3 separate regions of the Mus musculus genome follow, and regions 1 and 3 are each linked to region 2. The links are chromatin contacts, called in public HiChIP or PLAC-seq maps. All regions are on one chromosome and are shown on one strand. The core of a region is the stretch at or near the end of the contact, and the rest is flanking DNA. Distances in the headings are between cores, read along the strand shown.

The links. HiChIP or PLAC-seq counts read pairs in DNA pulled down with a chosen protein or histone mark.
Region 1: an H3K4me3 HiChIP or PLAC-seq map of bone marrow-derived macrophages shows a contact between it and region 2, with 5 times the contacts expected there. The contact joins two enhancer-like sites. A contact is called at or near these places in 1 of 39 promoter capture datasets (maxillary cranial neural crest), 9 of 484 Hi-C or Micro-C datasets (the AML12 cell line, Sertoli cells, Th1 cells and 5 more), 7 of 115 datasets of contacts at active chromatin or transcription factors (bone marrow-derived macrophages, embryonic stem cells, large pre-B cells and 1 more) and 3 of 9 other capture datasets (adipose tissue, embryonic stem cells and liver).
Region 3: a contact with region 2 is called in an H3K4me3 HiChIP or PLAC-seq map of bone marrow-derived macrophages, with 2.7 times the contacts expected there. The contact joins the promoter of Sh3bgrl2 here to the enhancer-like site in region 2. A contact is called at or near these places in 3 of 39 promoter capture datasets (the C10 cell line, embryonic stem cells and liver), 1 of 484 Hi-C or Micro-C datasets (the C10 cell line), 5 of 115 datasets of contacts at active chromatin or transcription factors (bone marrow-derived macrophages and embryonic stem cells) and 2 of 9 other capture datasets (adipose tissue and liver).

The regions. Positions count from the first base shown.
Region 1 is chr9:83,575,368-83,579,456 of GRCm38.p6, forward strand. Sh3bgrl2 (SH3 domain binding glutamic acid-rich protein like 2) reads left to right here. Exons shown (of 4, transcript NM_172507.5): 2 at 2,069-2,254. Among named protein-coding and RNA genes, the nearest start is that of Gm39384, 4.3 kb to the left of the region's middle. Within about 2 kb of position 1,489, at least 57 of the 459 cell types and tissues checked have an H3K27ac peak or open chromatin away from gene starts, as enhancers often do. A contact at or near this core is called in bone marrow-derived macrophages, where this site is marked.
Region 2 is chr9:83,398,764-83,402,611 of GRCm38.p6, forward strand. It overlaps Lca5 (Leber congenital amaurosis 5 (human)), which reads right to left. Exons shown (of 8, transcript NM_027448.2): 4 at 2,849-2,986; 5 at 1,840-1,933; 6 at 863-1,005. Among named protein-coding and RNA genes, the nearest start is that of Gm2087, 31 kb to the right of the region's middle. Within about 2 kb of position 2,213, at least 17 of the 459 cell types and tissues checked have an H3K27ac peak or open chromatin away from gene starts, as enhancers often do. A contact at or near this core is called in bone marrow-derived macrophages, where this site is marked.
Region 3 is chr9:83,546,863-83,550,829 of GRCm38.p6, forward strand. It overlaps Sh3bgrl2 (SH3 domain binding glutamic acid-rich protein like 2), which reads left to right and starts at 1,476. Exons shown (of 4, transcript NM_172507.5): 1 at 1,476-1,641. The coding sequence starts at 1,597.

The sequences.
Region 1 (4,089 bases), core at 239-2,738, 180 kb after region 2:
AGAGGTGAGGAATGAGATTAGTGTCCCTAAGGATAAGGCCCCAGGGACCTGACTTGTTTCTTCCTCCAAGTGGGGTCATACAGAAGGGCTCCTTCCATCCGTGACCCAGGAAATGGTCAGATTTTGATCCTGGGCTAACATTTTGATCCTGGGCTTCTCAGCTTCCAGAATGAGCAGAAACAGACTTCCCTGTTTCATAGGTCACCCGGTCTGTGGTGTTTCATTACAGCCACCACTACAGACTGAGACAAGATTTCATCATTCATCATGTGGTACTTTTCCAGTAGCAAAGGTTACAAATACACCAACAAGATAATGCTCCTAAATATATTACATGTACGAAATATAAAATGTGCCTCTCGTAACACACAGTATTCTCCAGCCAAGGTGCTTCAGGCAGCATTGGTCAGCCATGAGTGTTGTGATGAGAGCATTCTGTTCAGAACCTAGGATGCAGGGACGTCATGCCATACCTCATGGATGAATGCTGCCACCCCAGGCTCATTATATGTTGAGTTGGAATTAGTATTTGACCTGTTGTGAGTTCAAAACCTGTTACTGTTTTTTGCCACCCCTACCCCCTGACAGTTATGGGACCCATATGAGGGTCAGGGCAGTCTTAAGAAGCTGAGCTCCATTCCCACTCCTCTGGATTCTGACACGTGCTGCCTGGGTTAGCAGGACTGTAGGCCACTGCTTTATGATCTCAGAATTTGGGGCTTTTTACATTCAGGAAGTGGATCATGAAAGCCCTGCCCAGAAGTGTGCATGGTCCCTCAGGGCAGAGGGAGGATGACAAAAGGAGGGTATAAGGCAGGAGAGTGGCACTGAGTGTTTTAACAGCACACCAGCCGTCAGACCTCGATCAAACACTGGGGAATCACTCTTGACCTTGGCTTTCTTAACTGTAAGACAGAAGCAGTAAAATCACTTTCTTAGTTTTCACGCTGAGTGAGTAATTGTTTTTGCCCTCAGGTTAAAGTTTCAAAACAATAAAAGCACATTTCTGAAATTATGCATCCCATGTGAGGGAAAACAGTCTCTTTTTTTAAAAATGAAAGATGGCTTCATTTATAACACCACACAGGAAGCTCAGCTTCATGTATGTGGGCTTATCAATGTGCTATTTGGCAGCACTTTATCTGCGTCTGGAGAACTGCCCCGTCCTGTTAGTCATTCTCAGACCCGCTGATCAGAGCCATTTTATTATAGCATATTACAGATTTCCAACCTCAGAGTCACATACTGCTGGTGATCTCTAAGGGGACCTATGGATGGAGGTAGAGGAAATCTGTGTGAGAGTTTGTTCTTCAGGCTTTGGGCTGTCTGTTCATTCCTTACATTTTTTTTTTAAATTGCTGCTTCTTTGGTCACTTAGAAAAGGCAGCCATGTTTTATGTTTAATCTGCTTAAGACATGTTTAACACAGTGAATACTGGCTTCATCCGAGGACATGCTGATGCAGCCGAAGCTGCTGAGGAGCGCAGCTGACCCCTAGTGACTGGAGAGGGAACCTTGGAGAATCAGAGGAGGAATAAAAAGGGTTAAGACAGAGTTGGCTGAAAGATGCTTTGTGGCTTAGTCTCACCCTCACAGAAGTGAGGAGGGAGTCATGTTTCCTCTTGTGAATTGATAAAAGAATTATTTCCTGGTCATGATTGTAGCTGTGGAAAACCCAAGAGGAATAGCAGGGTTGCTGCTCTTCCTTGGTCACCGAAGTGTCCATCTCAGATGGGATATGCATGGCTTACAAATGATCCTACAAATGGTCCTAAGCTGTGGGGGCTTACCTGATTGTAAATATCAGCTTTCAGAAGGATGGGGAGGTGGAGAGTGGCCCATCCCATCTCACCTGTCCCCTCATCCTCTGTCCTTGCGGGCATCAGGGTTGAGCCTCAGCCTCTTGGGTTGTCTAGGTGTGGGAGTCACTGCATTAGAGCTGGTTCTGTCCTGGCCTAGACAATGAGAGCAGTGTGCATATCCCCTCGGACCACAGGGAATCTAGAACAGGCTAATCTGCAAATGTGTGCACCAGGTAAGCATCTCTCTTTGTTTATCTTCTCTCTAGATCAAGAAGAAGCAGCAGGATGTGGTTCGGTTTCTGGAAGCCAACAAGATAGAGTTCGAGGAAGTGGACATCACCATGTCGGAAGAACAGAGGCAGTGGATGTACAAAAACATTCCCCCTGAGAAGAAGCCTGCGCAGGGCAACCCTCTGCCACCTCAGATATTTAATGGGGATCGATACTGTGGAGTAAGTGGCCGCACCATTCCCATACCACACTCTTTCCCTCTGTTGCCCATAACGCTGTGGGTGTGTAACCCAGGGTACATTTGGATCCTTTACAGTAAAGGCAGTGCCTTCATGCAGCACTTTTCAGGGCCGTAGGCCTAGCAGAGAGTGGAGCTCAGAGCAGCTGCAAATTCAGCAGCACAGACGGGGGCCGTTAGAGAATTGTGTGGTATGTAATGGAGTTCGAGGGTGCCTGTCAGTCTTCCATCCTGTCCCTCTCTCTGCTTTGGAAGGGAAGAGGGGAGCACGCGCTTATTGTGTTCTGACTTTTTAAGCATGTTTCTTCATTAAAACGTCTGAGGGCCAGACTGGAGAGGTAATTATTCTTGAATCATTATTCCCCACTGATAGCTGATTAGAAAACAGAATTCATATTTAGAAAGAAAAAAAAGATTATCAGCAAGGGATTGCTGTGAATATCTAAAATCTGTTTTGGTGCCTTCCTGCTGGGTGGTATATGAGAAAGCGAAGTCAGTTTGTCTAGTTATCCACCTCGCTTATTTCTTAGGTTAAGAAACAAAATCTTCCTGCTGAGTCGGTTGGGATTTAACTTTTACCACAGCTTTAAATGCCACACACGTGTTTATTTTGGGACCGCGGTCCTTTTAAAGAGCACCAGTGCAGAGAACCACAGATGCTGTAAGTGGCTGGGTTGTCATTAGGGTGGAGAAGAGGTAATAGTATGTTTTGGTGGGTGTAGAGGCAGAAAAGAGAGTGAGAAGCCAGGCAGGAAGGCTTTGAACCACCTGGGCATAGCTGCCATGGTCCTGTGATATAGAGTTCTGCAGCCATGATAGTTGTCTGCTTCGTGTTGTCCATGTCGCCTGTGGAAAGTTTCCCATCGTCTTAAGCTCAATTCTGTGGTCCTTAAACTCACTCCATTCTGAACTCTTCATCTTGTCCAACCCCCAGTCTGAGCTTTCCCAGTTTGTGCCCTCATCTGCAGGTGAACTGCCTCAGAGCCACACGTCAGCTCTTAGTTTTCAGCTCTTTGAGCAGGGTTGTGACTGTTCCCAAAGCTCTTCTTATATAAGTCATGACATGAAGAGAAAGGCTAGGAGTTGTTGTTAGAGCATTAGGTGTTTGTACTTTATTAGAGATGGGTATAGAAACAGAGGGTACATACTATTCATGATGGCCAGTGCTGATGTTTAACATGTCTCAGTGACCAGAGTGGGGGACTAGTAGAAATGCATATAAACTGCTGTTCAAAATAAAGCTACAGCTATTGGGTTGACCCAAAAGGAATTGCAGGTTAGGGTATAAGTTGTAAGTCATTGTGACTAGGCTCAAGTATCTTTATTAATCAAAATTAAAACCACCGTAATTAGCTCATTTTTGCCAATAAGAAATGTTTACTTCCTCCTGTAGTGTAAAAACTCTGCCTTGGGATTTAATGAATTCTTAGAAAACTTTCCTTATCCTGCTGCCCCTAGAAGTATTTTCCCTGTAAAAAAGTCGTCAAGAGCCTTGAAGAAGCAAAAGTCAAGTTACTAGGATGGATGGGGCCAAACTGTGTAGCCCAGTTAGATCAGCCTCTGAAGCATCGGGTATGTGACAGGTGGCAGGACATTGCTGTGGGAAACTGGATCCTTTCTGTGGACAGCACAGGGACGCCTTCAGCTCCACAGGCATCTCATCCATTTCAGGTGGAAGGGTCGCACCCTGTTCCATTGGAGTGGATCAGCTGGGCAGAGACCACCAGGGACCTAGTGTCTTCCCAGTCCAAATGCTGAGCTGGCCATCACCACCTGTCAGTCACCCATGACAGTCCAGCTGGGAAATGATTTGTTGTT
Region 2 (3,848 bases), core at 963-3,462:
CTTCACTTAATACATTAATGAATCACAAGTTCCATGTTTAGAACAAGTCTTAAAAAAAGAAACGATTATCTTTTAGTTTAGCCAAAATTTTAAAGAGAAAGCAAAGATATATTAGAACCAAACAATATAATAAAAATAAACCCCAAAATCTACATGAAACTGTCAAGAGGTAAGCTGTAAAGGTAGCTTGGGTTTGTCTATTTTTACAACTAAATATGTCTATCCAGCTAACTAGAAATGGCAATTACCCAGCTATGGTAGCCAACTACGATGACTGATAGTGAATTGTAGAACACAGGCGACTGACAGCCATACTGAATAAATCTTTTACATCTACATTTTGTCTAAAATCTCAAATTAATAATTAATTCTGTAGTATTTAACTCAAATAATGTTATAAACTGACTCACTAGCCCCCCCCCCCCAGCCCATCATGGTTAACCTTCATTGTCAGCTTAGAATCAGTTGTCTAGGAGATGCACATCTGAATGTATCCCTGAGGAACTTAACTGAGGAGGAAGGCCCATGTGGAATGTGTAGGGACCTACCCTAATGGCTGGGGACAAAAGAGAAAAAGAGGAGGCTGACTGAGTGGCCACACTCCTCTCTGCTTCCTGACTAGATGTCTCATGTCCCCCACCATAATGGAAGACATTCCCTCAAGTCAAAAGCCAGAATGAACCCCTCCTTCCGTGGGTTGTATCTTATGAGATGCTTGGTCACAGAAACAAGAAGGTGCCTAGCACACCTCCCCAGAGGACACAGGACCAGCGAGAGGTGGGGACGTCTGTCAGGAACTTCCGACCACATTGGTGCAAACAGCTTTCCTGGAGTTTGGCTCCAGTCATTGTGCTAAACTCACCGAAGAGAGATATTCTGGTTCATCCCATCTGTTTTCATAGCAGAGAACTGTCTGGGCTGTGAAAGGAAAGTCCTCCAGCTCAAAGTCTTCAGCGGTCTGTACTCCTTTTGTACACTGGTCTGTAAAGTCACTCTGGCAGGATACTACCAAGAAAACCATAGACAAGCTTTCTAATACCGTGGCTGTACATTCAATCGGCAACACTCATCCCAACGGGAGCACACATTTTGTTCGTGAAAGCTAGCAATTATGATTTGAGGGCAATTATACATACACAGATGCTAATAATCTTTCGCAAAGTTGATACTTTAAAAAATTCTGTAATTTACAGGAGATTTATACTTTTGTTTTAAAACAGGACAAGTGCACAATAATACAAACTATGAAGCAAAGTGAAGTGAATGCTATTTGGGATTTGTTCCAAAATACACTAGGAAGTAGAAAGGGGGAGTGAAATGGTTGCAGTAGAGAGTGCAACTGTGAGAGGTAGGTGCTTCATAAATAAGAAGGTTTTTAACCTTTTACTAAAACTCAGCTTATTTAAGGATAACATAAAAGCTGGGCATTGGCGTATTCAAGTTTTTCAAAGACTGCATAAACTCTATCTTTTTAATTTTACACATTCTAATTTTTTTTTAATTTAGGTATACAGGTTGTCTATGTGTTTGTGTGCCAGGTCTGTCTGGGTGCTCAAAGAGCCCAGAAGAGGGTGTTAGACCCCCTGGAGCTGGAGTTTCAGGTCACTGTGAGGCATCTAAGAGTGCTCTGCAAGAGCAGCCCTCTTAACCCCCCATGCCATCTCCCCAGTCCTGGTCCCCTCTTTAACAAAAACAAAAGTTGAAAGCAATGTGATTCCAAGAAAATCTGATCCATAACAAAAGATCAAATATATTCCAAGGACACTCCTTCCCTCCCCCCTTCACTTTAGAACCCATTAGTTAGTAACAGCTTCAGTTGCAGCAATAATCCTTCCATACCATGTTTCCTTTCGATTTCTTTCTCTTTCTTTGGAGAGGATTTGGGCAGGCGATTAGCATAGATGTTTTTTATATCCAATTCTTTCTCCTTTTCCTGAAAACAAACCCAATACAGGGAAGGAAGGTGAGCAGTTTGAAATTAAATATCCTCATTGTGTTGACGGGTGTCTTCTCCATCAGACTGAACTACCTCTAGGTCAGTCCTCCACTGTAACTATCTAACTGGAGAAAGAAAGATCTCCTGGGAGGAGGAACTGAAGGCGCAAATGGAGGGGGTAGCAGGGGCGGGGTTTGGGGAAGGAGGCAGGAGGCAAGGGGAAAAGAGGGAGAAGGGAGAAGGAAGAGGATGCAAATACCACAAGTTCTACTTCCTCACCCACAGAGTGACTAATGCCTAGCTGTCATCCAGGCTCAGCCACAGAGACAAGGGCAGAGCCTCTCTCACGCATGGATTTTGAGTTACTAATGACTTAAAAGTTGGATCAGACTTTTGAACCCAAGAGCTCCTTCACAATATGGGAATGATGCCTTTTTCTGAGAACTTGGTGCTCCAAGAGAAAACTATATAAGATAATGCATATTTCTGCAGAATTCTGAGCAAAATTTCAGTCCATCAATGACCTCTGTAAAATGCAATCGTGTTTAACACAATTAACTAATGTGAACTGTGTCGCCTTTAAACAAAAGGAACTTTAAAAGCAAGCCCTGCCCCGGTCCCGTGCAGAAGAATGCTAGATCATTCAAGAGTGTGCTGCGCATGCTCCTTCCCATGATCCTCTTCTGGAACTCTGCTATTCATTTCACTTACATTGCTCCTGTTGGCATATACAGTATTTTACTTCGTTATAGCAACTATATTAACAATGCTTTGCTTCTAAGTGACAGGTAATAGAATTTGGTAGATTATACAGTAGCAAGTATGAAGGGTGACCATTATTTTAAGTACGAGGTTTTCATGTGGTTTAGATGGCGTGAGAAATCATGCCGCCGTCGAAAAGAGCGTGGTTACCTTGAGCTTGTGATGGAGCCGCTGCAGCTCCTTTTGAAGAACTTTATTTTCATCGTAAGCCTCGAATGCTCTTTTCCTTTCAGCGAGCAGCTGCCGCTGGAAACTGTTCGTGCTCAGCTCCAGGTTCTTCGATAGCTCCTGTGTAACAACAGCAAAGCCAATAGGGAGACAGGGGACTCAGCAGGGTCAGACCACATCCAGGTAGCGCTGACAAGACTTTAAACCAGGCTAAGCTTAGTGTTCAGGAGCATAACACCAACCAGGAAACGGGCTCACGAACAGTAGGAAGATGCCTAGATTAGTGGTCCTTCCTTGCTTTTCCTGATGATGGGTAATCAGTCCTTACACACCTGCTTACAGCACACAGTCGCAAGAGCTCCCAGAATGCACTGCTGGGCAGTAAATACCAAGTTGGATGAGAGCAAACAGCACAGCTATGGAGCTGCACTGATCGCCCTCTCAGGAAACTAGCGGTCCCCATGGTCTCTGACACAGGCCTCATCATGGTTATGAAGAATTCAGATTAAAATATTTAATCTTCAAATAAGTTGTTATTTGCCTACCTTCTAGACGTAAAACCTCACATAAAAAAGGAAATAAAAGGCAGTTTCGGTCTCGCTATCATCAAGGCTGGCATCTCAGAGGTGCAGCGTGCTTTTTCCTCACCACCATAAAAAACCAAAGCCACAGACTTTAGTGCCACAGTCCTTTAGGATGGCATCACCTTCCATTTGGTAAATCAGCACACATTATTTAACCGGATTGTGTTGTCCCAGTTTTTCTGTGCTTCTGGTTTTCCCCATAGTGAATAGACTAGAATAAGTAACTTAAAACATAAATTAATAATTTCTCCAGGGCAATGTTAAGAAATGAAATTTCTTGGTTCTCACTGAAAGAAAAGAGGAAATAAAATGATATTTTGGGAGAAACATTTATCTGGCTTATATCAATACAGAAACATATACATTTCATCTATGTATATATATATATATATATATAT
Region 3 (3,967 bases), core at 226-2,725, 150 kb after region 2:
AATAAAGACCCACCAGGATTATATATTCTTACTCTACTAAGTTTAAAGAGGCCTATGACAAAAGTGGATTAAGATAAGCAATGAAGGGGCCACTGAGATGGCTCAGTGGGTAAAGACACTTGCTGCTAATCCTGACCCACACGGTAGAAGGAGAAAGTTGTCCCATGACCTCCACAAGTATGCTGTGCTAAATGGATCTACACAAACAAAAATATACATACATACATACATGCATACATACAAATAAAACTATTTAAGACATAAGCCACAGGAAAGGTTGGCAACTTGAAATATTAGTAAGTCTAAAAACCAAAGTCCTTCAAGCAACCATTTGTGCCAGAAACTTGCAAACGTGGGAGACTTCATCACACAATTTTCTTCTCTCTAGAATTAATTAGCAGCATTCCCTGAACGCTGCTAAAGTCCCTTGGTGAAATGAAGAAAGTAAATACAGTAGTGTGAGGGAAACTGGTTCACTTCCACAAAACTAGGAGTGGCTTGAGCCTTAGCCAAGCCAATACAACCTGCTAAAGCACTACTCGGAACCTATTAGCCACTTCATGAAAGCTTTCTCTTTAATGGTATCCTCCTGGGATACCGCGTTGGAATGCACAGCGATTTCGAAAAAGACACAGATTTGGCTCAACTGTAAATATCAGTAGGTGCACAGAGGCAAAGGCATTGTGCGGGGTAGGGGGTGGGGAGGGAGGGTTCTGATTCCCAATGTTGATAGGGGGATTTTCATTTCTATCAGTACTTATTCTTTTCTACTACAATTACAGTTTTGCAAAGAAAAATAAAATATCGGTCTTGTTCTCATTTGGCTTTCCAGTTTTCAGTGTCTTTAGAATAAAGTGAAAGCCTGTTTCATTTACCAAAGAGATTCCCTTTGCAAACTAGGCGTGGTGATGTATGCTTGTAATACCTGCTAGGGAGGGTGAAGTTGAGTTCCAGGCCAGCCTGGGCTACATAATAAAACCGCCTCCAGGAAAAATAACAACACTCCTCTTCAACAGTTTTTCAGGGTTGCAGGAGAAACAAAACACCAAAAGCTCAACCCACTGCCATGCCTGTCCAAGCCCGTGAACTGCCAAGGTCTCTGGGGCGAGCCTTTGCGTGTCTCTAAAACAGTGGGTCGCCTCAGCTCCATGGCTGTTTCTGATAGAGGATGCTCCACCCGTCTCCACCGCAAACAAAACCCAAGCTTGGACTATCCTCCACCCAACCCTTTGTCTTGTTTGCTGTGTTCTTGTAAACTGGCTTCCCGCCAATTAGCTTGTCCCGCTTCCGGGTCCTTCCTAAACCACCTGCGTGTACGATTAATTCCCGTGAAGCAGGCGCCGGACAGAAGGAGCGCAGTGCCTGGTCACTCTGGGCGCCAAGGAAACTACAACTCCCGTCAGCCCCCGCGGCCGCCTGGCCCCACCCGCCTCTCGCTCAGCCCGCGGCGGAGGCGCTGGGCTTTCATCCGCGGAGCGGCGGGAGCCAGACGCGTCGCTGCGGTCTTCTCCGACGGTCGCACGGGAGTCGGCAGCTACCTCAGTCGCGTTAAACTTCTGTGACCGAGTCAGCGGCGATCCCTGACGCAGCGAGAGGATGGTGGTCCGCGTCTTCGTCGCCTCATGCTCAGGCTTCGTGGCGGTGAGCCGAGCGGGCGGGATCGCGGGAGACGCGCAGCGCGTGCGCCCGTAGGAGACGCGCGGGCAGGTGACCGCCGGGCTCGGACCCGGTGGACACGCAGGGGTCACACACCCCGCACTGGCAACTGGCGAGGGGACCCAAGGGAGCCAGTCCCCTGCCGCAGCTGTCGGCTCCAGGGGCCCTTTGCTGAGTTTAGAGGTTCCGGACTTGGGACACCCCGTCGGCTTATGTTTCCTATGGCAGTTTAGACTACTTTGATTTGCTGACCTGGCGTCTGGAGGAAACCCATTTTAAAAAATTGCTCTACATCCTCTCGTCCCCAGCAAGTCCTTTTTAGTTTTACACCTGAGCAAACCACACTTGTCCTGTTAGGTCGCAGTTAATTTATTTTCTTTGTTGTTTTTTAGCCTAGGGTGTTACAAATACTTTTACATATGGTCCTTCCCTTGTTCCTCCAGTGCTGTGGTAAATTTCATTTTAAGAATAAATTGTGTTTTCTATTTTTAGCTACTCTGTTTGTCGAGTGTTGACTTCTTTTAGGAATATTGTTCTTTAGAAGAAGTTAAATAACTAGAAATAGTGCACATGTATACTAAGACACATGTAATGCGCCTGTAGTGTGTCAGTTATGTTTCATGTGATTGCTAAGACTTGATTTCCTTAGCCAAGAGTTAAACTACATCTCCAAAAATCTACTTTGTCAGTTACTTAATCAGATATAGAAAAAAGTACAAGAATGATTGGTTTAAAGTTTAGGCTGGCTGGTTGCCTGCTCAGTAGGCAGACTGTCTTAGAATTTAAGTGGGTGGGGTAGAAGGCGGAATAAAATACTACTTGGAAAATCCCCGTAAACTACTGAAGCTCTTAACCCAATCTTTTTTGATACAAGGACACAATAGCTGGGAAAATGCTGGCCTACCTGTATGTGCAGGCATGTCCTGGTTCTCAAAAATCCTCCCTTTTTGTTATTGCTTAGTCATAGGTGCCTTTAAAAGATTTTTCCCTGTTAAAGCTGAGCCTCATGAAATGTACTATCTCCTAGATAGATTTATTGAAATGAATTCCTTACTATAGAGCTTTTGGTCTTTACCATGAACTTACCAGCTTCGGTAATTATTTCAAAAGGAGCTTACTGATTTCAGAAGCAGCAAGCTCCAATGTTGATCTTCAGTTGTGTTGGGAAAGTCACAGGTAAATTACCTGTCTTCTCCATCATGTATCCAGACTTGCATCCTGTAACCAATTTTATCAGTTCCATAAACACACATGTATTTAGTGCCTGCCTACTGTGTGACTTGAGTCTGGGCTTTAATGTTTTGTGCACGGACCTAAGTTGAGGAAACAAGTTCTTGTGTGCTGCCTAGTGTGGGGACCAGTGGTGCCCGAGCTCTGCCCTTCTCTCTCTCCTGTACCAGGAAGGCTTTTGAGGCCCTCACAATTGTGCTGTCCTTTTAAAATGCTTTCGTCAGTTGAGTAAATGTGGGTACAGCTCATACCAGTCTATTCCATTTGAACTGCAGACTGGTGAACTTCAAAGTGCAGTCTCTCCACTTTGGTTTTTTAACCGCGTCTCAGATCCCCATGGTCTGATGTGGTTGCATTTGGTTGGGAGCTTATGCTCAGTTCATAGGCACAGCACAGTCTGTAAACACTCATTATTCACTTTGCTCTGCTGTTTGAAAACATACTCTTTTCGGGTCATAGAAACACCCATCGAGCCCCCCCCCCCCAAATTTTGTAATATCTCCTAGTTCATGTACAATTTTTTTTCCTTTACAGCAATATTGACATTTTAAGTTATATAAAGTTTATGCTTATCTGCCAGAACATTGACTTCTTAGCCGTAATGAAGGTGAGCTCTTGGTTGGGGAGGCTCATGGGACTTACAACATTAAGCTGTGTTAAGGTTTTGCAGGAATGCTGTGATTTTCTTCTGCTGGTGTCCGGTTGACTGGTGGCACTTTTTTTTTTTTTTTCCTATACCTGTCTGTGACCAGCAGGTCTATAGCACAAACAGTGTTAATGCCTACCTCAGTTTAATCCTGTACCTGTCTGTGACCAGCAGGTCTATAGCACAAACAGTACTAATGTCCACCTCAGTTTGGTTTTAGCTAAAGCATATAAAATGAAGGAATGTGGCAGGATTAGACCTAGCTAAGGAAATCCAGGCAGCAGGACATTTATGCAGTGTTGAGGGAAAACCCTCCTCTCCTCTGGTTCCCTGGGGCTCAGGAGCTTCTGTGGTAGCAATGACTAACATGAAAGGGGTGGGTGCCTCTTCATCCTCTCCAGCTGCAGGGGGAAGCCTGCTTGTACTAGGAAATAA